4 separate regions of the Mus musculus genome follow, and all the other regions are linked to region 1. The links are chromatin contacts, called in public Hi-C and promoter capture Hi-C maps. All regions are on one chromosome and are shown on one strand. Each heading gives the region's core, a stretch centred on a gene start, on an enhancer-like site or on the middle of the called end of the contact. The rest is flanking DNA. Distances are from core to core; before and after follow the strand shown.

The links. Promoter capture Hi-C pulls out the DNA fragments that hold promoters and counts their contacts. Hi-C and Micro-C count contacts between places; a contact is called where the count stands out from the background. Capture Hi-C pulls out chosen DNA fragments and counts their contacts.
Region 2: a promoter capture Hi-C map of cranial neural crest shows a contact between it and region 1. The contact joins the promoter of Ptpn9 here to the promoter of Rpp25 in region 1. A contact is called at or near these places in 2 of 39 promoter capture datasets (cranial neural crest and pre-B cells) and 1 of 115 datasets of contacts at active chromatin or transcription factors (large pre-B cells).
Region 3: a contact with region 1 is called in a Hi-C map of embryonic stem cells, with 2.6 times the contacts expected there. The contact joins the enhancer-like site here to the promoter of Rpp25 in region 1. A contact is called at or near these places in 1 of 39 promoter capture datasets (pre-B cells), 1 of 484 Hi-C or Micro-C datasets (embryonic stem cells) and 2 of 115 datasets of contacts at active chromatin or transcription factors (embryonic stem cells and microglia).
Region 4: a contact with region 1 is called in a promoter capture Hi-C map of adipose tissue. The contact joins the promoter of Man2c1os here to the promoter of Rpp25 in region 1. A contact is called at or near these places in 8 of 39 promoter capture datasets (the 3T3-L1 cell line, 3T3-L1-derived adipocytes, the C10 cell line and 3 more), 8 of 115 datasets of contacts at active chromatin or transcription factors (the 230-238 cell line, acute myeloid leukemia, bone marrow-derived macrophages and 4 more) and 4 of 9 other capture datasets (adipose tissue, liver, macrophages and 1 more).

The regions. Positions count from the first base shown.
Region 1 is chr9:57,502,831-57,505,386 of GRCm38.p6, reverse strand. Rpp25 (ribonuclease P/MRP 25 subunit) reads right to left here and starts at 1,285. Exons shown (of 1, transcript NM_133982.1): 1 at 1-1,285. The coding sequence starts at 1,150. The coding sequence ends at 551.
Region 2 is chr9:56,993,694-56,996,249 of GRCm38.p6, reverse strand. It overlaps Ptpn9 (protein tyrosine phosphatase, non-receptor type 9), which reads right to left and starts at 1,282. Exons shown (of 13, transcript NM_019651.2): 1 at 594-1,282. The coding sequence starts at 656.
Region 3 is chr9:58,002,093-58,004,648 of GRCm38.p6, reverse strand. It overlaps a transcript of Cyp11a1 not described here. Among named protein-coding and RNA genes, the nearest start is that of Cyp11a1, 12 kb to the left of the region's middle. Within about 2 kb of position 1,283, at least 6 of the 459 cell types and tissues checked have an H3K27ac peak or open chromatin away from gene starts, as enhancers often do. A contact at or near this core is called in embryonic stem cells, where this site is marked.
Region 4 is chr9:57,130,000-57,132,555 of GRCm38.p6, reverse strand. Man2c1os (mannosidase, alpha, class 2C, member 1, opposite strand) reads left to right here and starts at 1,266. Exons shown (of 2, transcript NR_102289.1): 1 at 1,266-2,007; 2 at 2,429-2,556. Man2c1 (mannosidase, alpha, class 2C, member 1) reads right to left here and starts at 1,779. Exons shown (of 26, transcript NM_028636.2): 1 at 1,667-1,779; 2 at 1,275-1,397; 3 at 901-1,024. The coding sequence starts at 1,767.

The sequences.
Region 1 (2,556 bases), core at 36-2,535:
AGATTTTGTCCTAAGTCCCCTCTCAGCCATCATGCAAGGCGGGTGGGGGAGGGATGCTAAAAGGGAATTGCTAGGGTGTGTGTGTGTGTGGGGGTGCAGAATAGGGTCCGGACATTTTCAACTTGGCCATCCTCAAGTAATCAGCTCCGTAGCTCCCGCTCTCAGTTAACAGCAAAGATGATTTTTAAAGCCTCAACTGTCAGCATCCATGCATACTGGGTGCTTTTAACGTCTGGGTCCCCAAGAAAGCTCAAGAGTCCCACTACCCACCATGCTTCCCTAAAAAAGACGGCCTAGCAAAGGTGTGGGTGGTGTTCTGTGGCTTCTGGTAACATGTCCCACAAAGTTTCCTTGGACTTCAAGGATCCTCTCTTCTCATTCCTGAGCTCTCTCCTGTCGCCTTGGGATCCGCGCTGTCATTCTGAGGACCGGTGTCCAGGAACATGGGCCCCTTAAAACCCAGGTATGAAAGGTGCGTGTGTTGAAAGGTATGCAGGAGTGTTGAAGATATATGATTCAGTCGGTCTGGGTGGCTCAGAGGCGAGAATTCTCAGGCGGTCCTGTCCTCATTCTCAGCCTCTGGCTCAGGCTGAGACCGCTTAGCGGTGCCTTCTTCAGCAGCAGATTCCCCCAGGCTCCTCTTGGACGTCGACACCGTAGGAGGGGACGAAGGACCAGGACTGAGGTTCGGAGGCTGGTAGCCAAGTTGTCGTGGATCCAGTGCGTCCTTTGAAAGTAGGATGGCGAGGCTCGGTACATTCTTAAGTACACTGAGACTGGCGGCCGGATCGCTGGGCGTCTGACCCGGTGTGGGCCCAGGCGGGAGGCTCTGCCACACCTCGCGCACGCTCCGGTAGCGCAGCCGCGTGACCTGGTGTAAGCCCGCCAGGCGGCGCTTGAGAATCTCGGCGCACGTGACGGTCTTGGTGGTGGCCCGGCCGCAGCCACTGAAGACGATGGCGCGCGTGGCTGGCTGCGCCATGCTGGCGGTGGCGAAGGCCAGTAGGTTGCGGATCTTGCTGCCCTCCTTGACCCGCATGTGTACAGCACCGGGTGCCAGATCTGCAAAAGGGCCAGAGTTCGGGCTGCCACCCTCATCACCGTCCCCCGCCGGCGCCTCCTCCGAGCGCACCTTACGGAAGTTCTCCATGCGCCGTCGTCGCTGGGATCGCAGGTTTTGCCATGGGGCCGCCTCAAGCCCGGGGCTGCATGGCCGCGGGTCGTGCCGGGCGAGAGCTGGCAGGGATTGGGGTGCCGGCGCCGAGTGAAGGTTGGAGGGTGGGCTGGGAACGTGCAGTCTTCAGCCCAGACTTCTACAGGGTAGTGATGTTCTACTCTGCGCCCTCGGCACCTTGTGCTCCGCGCCTTTAGCAGAAGCTCCGCCTGGGAGCCAGATAGGACCCGCCCCTTCGCCCAGGACCCGCCCCAACTCTGCGTGACTTGTCCCAGTCCCTCCAGCCTTTGGGATCCAGCGCTGGAGCTCAGCGGCTGGGGTCACAGAGCCACGGGTGATTTGGGAGGTGAAGTTCTCCGAAGTCACCATCTGTTCTCCCTGAACCAGACCTTATGCAGGAACAACCTAAATAAATACTATGCTTAAGGTTCAAATGCCGACTCAAGCCTGGTCCCTGAGCCCTGCGGGGTTCCAGCGCAAGGGCATCCCTAGACCCCTCCTAGGTAAGAGATCTCCAAACCACCTTTTGGGGCTTCGCTACTCCACCCCTCCAGGGACCTCCCTCCCGTTCTCTTACTATATTTTTGCGTCAAGGGCAGCCAGTGCATGGTCAGCAGAGAGTGGGAGGCGTTGGCTGCGGCTGCACGCAGCGCCTTCCCTGGGCTGGGACCGCTACGTCGTGGCCTGGTCCTTGCGTAGCTGCTTAGAGAGACACTAAGCTTTGCTCCTCCTGATCATACCTCCAGGCTCCCGGCACCTATGCACCTCTGAAATGCAGGAAGTGATGCGTTGGGCCAGCCTAAAGTGAATGGGGAACAGGAGACCATTTCTTCCAAGGCGTTAAATTCTTATATTCATGCCTGAAAGTCCTTTACTGGAGCTGCATACATGTTTATGAGCGTGGCTCAGCCCGAGCTAACGCCGGATTCCTGACTTCCAATTCCAGGTGGAATTCCTTGCCAGTCAGCCTTGGCCTCTAGAAATCCAGAGGGTTGTTTTTGTTAAAAGGAGACTGAGAGAAGACAGGTTTTAAGAGGTGGGAGGCAGGGTGGAGTGCCTTGGCGGAATGTGTGTGTGTGGGGGCGGGTACTTGCAAACTCTGGGAACTCCACTGAATCTGAGCAGAGGCTCGGGCTCTGCTGCGAGGTGAGGTGGGCAGTAGAAAGATGAGGTCTGATCAAAGCAAGACTGTTTAATAAGGAGTGACCCTGGCCTGGGGCCACGCCCTCAATATTCAATCCCGTTTCCATGGAAAGGCAGGGAGGGAATCAGACAGACGTGGGAAGCACCGGGAAGGAAGACGCACTGAGGACTGTAAGGAACGGTGTTCTCAAAGTATCAGCAAGATGGTGTTTGGATGAGCACAGCATCAGTCTAGGGGG
Region 2 (2,556 bases), core at 33-2,532, 510 kb after region 1:
AGGGAGGTCAAGGCCAGGGACTTGGGGAGCTAGAAAAGGAACAGATCTTTCAGGATCTGTCCAAGTAGGCCCGTCACAGCAGTCTGAAAGCCTGAAGGGCTCCTTTGAGAATCTGGGCCACCTCTTTACCAGCGCTACCTCCCCCCATCTTGGGAACGGAGACAACCACCTAGGAATCCTCCCCCCAAATGGCTTTCCTTGCCCTTGAAAACAACGGACCCTCGAGAAAAAAAAAAAAAAATGCAAACGCTTCCAGAGAGTAGAAGGGCCTGGGACAAGGTGTCCTGCAGTCATCCAGTGGGGAGCCCGCCCCAGTTCGAGGAACTTTAATATTCATTGAAATGGAGCAGCACGGACCCCCCCCCCCCCGGAAGTCTCGAAGCATAAGAATCTCAGAGCCAGGGGTCCCACGGCTCCGGGGCTGGGCTGGGCGATGGCCTGGGGCGCGGTCTCCGGCCCGGGGAGGCCAGCCCGCAGGCCTGAAATGCGAGCAGGAGCCGCTGAGGGCCCGGGGCGAGGAGCGCAGCCCGGCGAACAGAGGCCGGCCTAGGCCTCGGAGGCTCGGACACACCCACCGCTGCAGCGGCGCTTACCTGCTCCTCCTCGGGGGTCAGCTCCGGCGCCATGTCCGGCCGGGGCGCGGTCGCCGGCTCCATCCCGCCGCCGCCGGGGCAGGTCTGGTGGGCGAGCGCCAGAACCCGCTGCACTCGCGCTCCGCTTCTGTGGCCCGGCGCCTCAGCAGCTCTCGGTCGGCTCGCGCATGGTGCGAGCGCCCGGCGCCCGCGGCGGCTGCCAACGCCGCTCCTGCTGGCCGGGGAGAGCCCGCTGTCGCTCCCCGCGGAGAGGAAATGCCTCCTGTTTGCTTCACTCCTTTCCTCACGCCACCCCTCCTGTCCTGAGGAGGAGAAAGTGCGGGCGAGGAACTAACAGCAGTTCGAGGTCTGCTTGGCTTTCTTTCTTTTTTAGGAGTCCACAACTTTTACAGCCACCGCGAAGGCGCCTGGCGGGAGTTGGAGGCCGTCGGCCTTCCGAGCCGCTTAACCCCCGGGGCAGAGCTCGCCGGCGCCTCGAGACCGCCCAGCCCGGGCGTCCACGGGGATGCGGGCCCTGCGAACTGCTCCGTGGCCTCGCGGCCCAGTTCCTCAAAAGCCGCCGCGGAGACAGGGAGGGCGGGCGCGAGCGAGCGAGGAAAAGGCGTCCCCCTCCCGGCTCAGGGCCAGCGCTGCGGCCTGCGCCGCGTCCGCCCGAGCCCCCCACGGCTCCATTGAGAAACTGAGCATCTCATTCACAAACAGGAGCCGGGGAGGGCCGGGCCGGACGGGGACGTTGTCCGAGAGGGGGAGACAGAGAGGAGCTGGGAGGAGGGGAGGCTGAGCGGAACGGAGCGGCGCGGCGGGGGAGGGGCTGCGGGGACGAGAGGCGACTCCCCTACGGGAGCGGGAGGGAGACGCGACTGGGAGTTAAAAGAATCCAAAACTGCGCGAGGACCGGTGCCCTTCCCGGTATTCACGGGCGGCTTCTACCTATTCGTGGTAGGGTCTGAAAGGTTGCCTGTGAGGTCCAAGATGCCTCGGATCTGACAGATAAGCAAGGGCCGCATTTCTTTGCTCAATGAATGTATCCTGTAGTCCAGCATCATTGTAGCTAATTGTAATCGGGTACAAAGAGAGAGTGAGGAAGAGACAGAGAGAGACATCCTGTTTCAGAATTCATTCAGGAAGCCCACAGCCTTTGCAAATGCATGATTTTACTCTAGGGTAAACAGCAGAGTCTGGGTCTCTCAGGATAGGAGCATTGAGAAGGCAGGGCTGGGCCTACTGTGATTTTTTTTATCATGTTAGACCAAAGATAAGTATTCTAGAAGGATTTCAAGAAATCGGAGTGCCACAACTAGTCCCCCCAGGACTGAAGTCCAGAAAGAACCAGGGGATGGGTCTTCGGAAAAGAAAATGCTATAGGTTTTGATGCCCATCTTGGAGAACTTTTTAAAAAATAAATTATATATATTCTTAACTCCATTTTGGCACCAGTGCAATAGCAGCTTCAGGGTTACCTCTGCTAAGTTTTTTCCTTTGTGTGTGTGGAGGGTCAGGGGGCCAGGAAAGACAGAGTTTTGAGAAAGGATCTCTATGTACCCCTGGCTGTCCCAAAATTGGCTGTGTAGACCAAGCTGGCCTTGAACTCACAGAGATCTGCCTCTTGAGTGAAGGAATTAAAGGCATGTCCATGCCTCCTTGCCCCTCAACTATGTTAGTTTGTCTTTTGCCACCAGTAAAATGAACTCTACGCTGAACTCAGGAACCTACTCAGGAGTTGGTTTCAGTATTGAAACTGGAAGACAGTCTATAACAAGTCTATCTGCACACCAGACACTGCACTATGCACTGGAGTTAAAATAAGACAGTATAAGATAATGGAAGATGTATCAGGAAGTAAAATAATGAAGACACTCAGGGACTCGCGTGATGGGTCAGTGGTTAAGAATACTGGCTGACCTTGGAGTGGATCTGGGTTCAATTCTAGTACCCACGTGGTAGTATAGAACTTTTAAGGAGC
Region 3 (2,556 bases), core at 34-2,533, 500 kb before region 1:
ACTGGGGGAGAGGGGGGAGGGAAGGAAGATGAAGAAGGCAAAAGGGACCCTTCCCACACCTCTAGCTACCTGTTCTGAAGCCCTCACACAAGATCAGGCATCTCATTGGCCACAACTTAACCACGTGACACCACCTAGCTACGCAGAGCCAAGAAAGAGTGGTGACTCTAAGAGTCTACCTGGTGCTGGTGCGCCAGGTAGACTGCTGGGCTTCAGTAAGTTAGGAAAGGCTGGAAGCAAAGAGCACGTGCTTGACCTCATGCCGATTCACCAGAATTAAGCTGATGATCGGACAGTCCAGCGTTTGGGCTACCATTCTAGCACTCCAGAACATATGGGGACAGAAACCTATCTGGAAGCCAGGGGTCCCCAGCAAGTATCCCAGCGGCTGAGTAGGTAACCTTTTCATTTCTGTGGTAGACATTCTGTTGGTCCTTCTCTCTTGTGAGGCGCCACTTCTATAGAGAGACTCCAATATCACAAAAGTGAGGCCCACGTTACTCTCCTCCCAAGAGGGGACTACTGTAATTGCATGTGAAAAGGCATGGCTGGGTCAGTCATGGGTCCTTCCAGAACGTTGGCTTTGGTTTTGTGGCAGGGCCTCCATCCCAGACTAGTTTTGAACTTGTGCACCCAAGGATGACCTTCAACTCCTGATCCTCTCTGCTACCACCCGAGGGTCAGGACTGACTGGTTTATTCAGCGCTGGGGATGGAACTCAGGGCTGTATGCATGCTAGGCAAGCACTCTCCCAACTGAGCTCCATCGCTGGCACCCCTTTCAGAAATTTCTTAAGCTCTTGCTCTTGGGTAGGAAGCTGATGGAGAAAATGAAGCCAGAGATAGAAGCGCGGGGTGGGGGGTGGGGGAATCTATATGGAGCCCCATTTGTCACTATCAGGACTCTCATTCTTATCCCGTGGCTCGCAGAGACCTAGCTGCACCCCTGGCTCAACTCTACCTAGGCTCCTTTCACTACTCCCAGTGCCTGCCTTCCCCTTTCTGCCGGGGTGGAGCTCCTGTTTTATAACTCTTTTAAATCATAGATTTGTGTCAGAATTCTTTGTGGGGCACTTGGCAGAAATCCAGCTGAAACTGGTTAAAACAAAAATACCATATACATAAAATGAATTTGAAAAGTTCAAGGTCAGGAGCTAGCATGCCAGAGGAAGTCGCTGGCCCCCCACCTCCCATTCTTTCTTTTGTGTTGGCTGCTGTCTCCTGCAGTCAACTGTGCACAGCCAGGAAGAAGGCCAGGGATTTACCTGACCCCAAGGTCCTGGAAACTCCTGCAGCAAAGACAGAGAAGGGCCACCCTCTCTCTTGTCCATGATCTCCCTGAAGAACTGATTGGCCAGTTTTTGTCCAATCACAGTGGACAGGATTCTGGCACCTGACTATTGCAGGCAAGCACAGACCCTGCAGTCAGGGCCAGACAGAACCCTGTGGCTGATGGAGCCTTGGGAACACTATAAGGAAAAGAAAAGGGTGTCCTTCCAATGTATAAAAGTGCCGAGCAGACTGCAGACATAATCACATAGGGGGCATTGGGACCAGATGGACTTGGGTTCAAGTCTTAGTTCGACCACTGAGTAATTGTGTGGACTTGGGGAACTCACTTGGAGCCAAGTGAGAATGAAGGCTTTCATCTCCAAAAAATGGAAATAATCACAACCTGCCTGTCAAGGTTGTGACGAACACTTACCAGGACAATAGAGTGTTTGGGAAGGCCTCAAATTCTCAACATCGCACAAGTAACCTCACTGAGCTAAAGGCTGTCCACTGTGGTTTGGGGTTAATGTTTGGACACCACGGTGAAAGCTGTGTGTCCCAGGACTGGAAAGGGGCCTCAGTGGTTAAGAGTGCAGCCTGCTCTTACAGAGAGCCAGAGTTCTGTGCCCAGCACCCATGCCCAGCAGCTCACAACTCCAGCTCCAGGGGATCCAGTGCCTTCTTCTGGCCTTCCTGAGCACCTGCACTCACGGACACAACCCACTCATACAACACACATAATTAAAGATAAAATAAATCTTAGGGGGCAAATGTGTTTGCTTTCATGGGTCCAGCTCCAGGCATTTTTTTTCACTAAGTCACACATCAGCTCCCCTCCCCACCCCACCCTGCAACACCCCCCATAGATGTTTGACAAGAAACCAGCCTTGGAGATGCATGGCTTTACTAATCAGGGTGTGACTACTTAACCCTTTATATCATTATTACCACTCAGTCTCTCTCTCTCTCTCTCTCTCTCTCTCTCTCTCTCTCTCTCTCTCTCTCTGTGTGTGTGTGTGTGTGTGTGTGTGTAGTATGTTTATATACACGTGTATGCAGGTATGTCTACCTATGCAGGCACATGTGGAGAGCAGAGGCTAACATCCAGATGTATTCTTCAAATGCATCTCCAGTTTGGTTTGTTTGTTTTGAGGCAGGCTCTCTCAATGAACCTGCAACTGGCTGTTTTGGATTGGCCACCAAGCCGCTGCAGGTTTTCACCCCTCCACACTTGGGTTATAGATGTATACCACCATGCCTGCCTTGTTCCTTTTTACGTAGGTGC
Region 4 (2,556 bases), core at 17-2,516, 370 kb after region 1:
CCCTTTCTCGAATTAAACGGGAGGTGGGAGATGGATTAGCTCAGTGGTGAGAACATTTGTCTAGAATTTGTGGTGGTTCTGGGTTATATTAATTAAAAAAGAAGCCCAAGGAGTTTGAGATAGATTGGTTCATCCTCAGTGTTCAGTTAGGTGGGTGCCATCGAAGAGAAGAAAGTTGGATAGGGCTCTGACTTCTTTTTTTTGTTTTGTTTTGTTTGTTTGTTTTTTTTTTGTTGTTTTTTTGTTTTTTCGAGACAGGGTTTCTCTGTATAGCCCTGGTTGTCCTGGTGCTCACTTTGTAGACCAGGCTGGCCTCGAACTCAGAAATCCACCTGCCTCTGCCTCCCGAGTGCTGGGATTAAAGGCGTGCAGCACCACGCCCGGCTAGGGCTCTGACTTCTTTTAGGACCCAGTTACTGGACTTTGAAACGGAAGCTGCATGGACCAACAAAGAAATGTCTTAGTTTTTTAAAATCTATAATGGATATAAAGTGTCATCACATAGCATTACAAAGATTAAACCTGGTATGACATTTAACATTTAACATCTGGGGAATGTGAAGTGCAGTTAAAAGAAATTCATTATTCATGGGAAGATAACTTAATACCTTACTTTATATCATTTTAGAATGATTTGAAGTTTCCCCCAATACATATGTACTATACACAATAAAACTAGCTTATGAAAACTGGGGATTTATAACACTGGTGTCCAAATTCTGGTGGCTTACAACCATCTGTAATGGGATCTGATAACCTCTTCGGGTGTGTCTAAACACTGGCAATTTCCTCAGTTCCGAAATCATGAAATTACTCTGGAGACCCATTCATTCAGCTGTGGCTTCTCCAAAAACCAGGCTAATCTGTGGCAGTATCTGGCTCTAAGAGAGGACACCTCACCTGGACAGGTTCCCCATCACGCCAGACAAGGCTTTCTCCATCGCTTTCCCAGCAAAGATGAACTTCCTGGCCCACCCAAACTTCAGGGATGACCAGTTCTACCCGAAACCAGCAGGTCCACCATCTGTAAGAGAGCCATTTTGATGGGCCTAGGAGTGGAAACCCTCGGCTTTAAGATGTTCTCCATGCATGTGCAGCATCAGAGAAATGGTCAAAGAATAAAGGGAAAGGGGGAGAGGCAGCAGGGATGAAAATACTCAAGTGAAGACGCCGAAGGATAAAGGAGCTTCTCTCAGCAGAGGGCGCCACTCTGCTATCTAGCAGACTAGGGTTTGGTCGTGGGGCGGAGCTTCGCCAAACTGGGCGTTACCCACGTGGGTCCGAAGCTGTCGCCGACCTGCGCAGGGCTGAAGTTCTGCTGCACCGCCTTCTCATAGGGAAGCCTCTCGGGCGTCAGGAAGCTGGAGAGTGTCACCGAGCAGCTGTCCCCGAAGAGCCTGGGCAGGAGCAGCTGATGGGCGCATGCTCGAAGCCGCCCCTGTCCCACCCGTGAGCCAGCGGATGGCTGGGGAAACGCTCTCCCTTGGCTAAGGCCGTGAGGACTGCCTGGCAGCTCAGCAGCACAGACCAACCTCTACCGTTCGCTCCCCAGCCCCTGGCCTGGCAGTGGCGGGAACTTTGTTCCGCGGCCCGGTTGGCCACGGCCTGGGTTTCCCTCCGGAAGGGAAGGGGAGAGCGCGCGGGTGTGGTAGGCCAAGGACCACACCTGCCGCGAAGGTTACAGTCGGTGAAGTAGATCGGGGACACGAACTTCTCCACCCGCTCGAAAGTGGTGCGCCAGTGCTTCAAGAACGGCGCTGCCGCCATGGCGATGCGCCTTCCCTCCCCGGAAGATCCTTGGTGCTGCCGGCTCGTTGCACCGCTTGGAACCAAAGGTTCCGGCATCCAACCAGCTTACAGACCCGAGCAGCTTTTCTGGGAACACCACGGCTTTTGCAAGAGGCTGGCTCTGGGGAGCCTCCCAGTGAAACCCGGAAGCTGAGCCTTCGCGGTTCTCACCTCAGCCTTGCTGTCAGACAGCTGGGTAAATTATTTTAAAATACAATGGTAAGTTTGAGCTGGTGGTGTGGTTCGGTAGGGAGAGTGCTTGCCTAGGATGCACAAAGTTCACAGACCAGGAAGTGTAAATTGGAGTAATCTGCGACAATGTAGCGCCTTTGAGTACAGCCTGAGCTACTTGGTATTCTGAAGGAAGGGCTAGGGAGGGAACCCCTGGAAGGGCATGGGAAAGGTTTAGTTTTCCATTCTCTTCACTTACTCAAGCATTGGTAACTGCATAATATGAAAAGCGCAAGGCTACTTCGGGTGTTTTCAGAAATACAGAAAAGGGGCTTTGCACACCAGTAATCCTCCATTACATTACATGCATCACCGTTGCCCATTACCCCAATGTCCAGAATTTTGATCTAACGCAGGTCAACAAGTGCAAGGAAGTTTGAATGCTAACCTCCAGCTTTAACGTTTGCAGGAGTCTGGAAGAAAATAATACAGGAGGAATCTAACTAGCCTGCTTTAATGGAAATAACCAGGTTTACATTCCAAATGCAGGTTACCCAGAAAAATGATCAAGTAAGAAATATACAATGCCAATTAAAA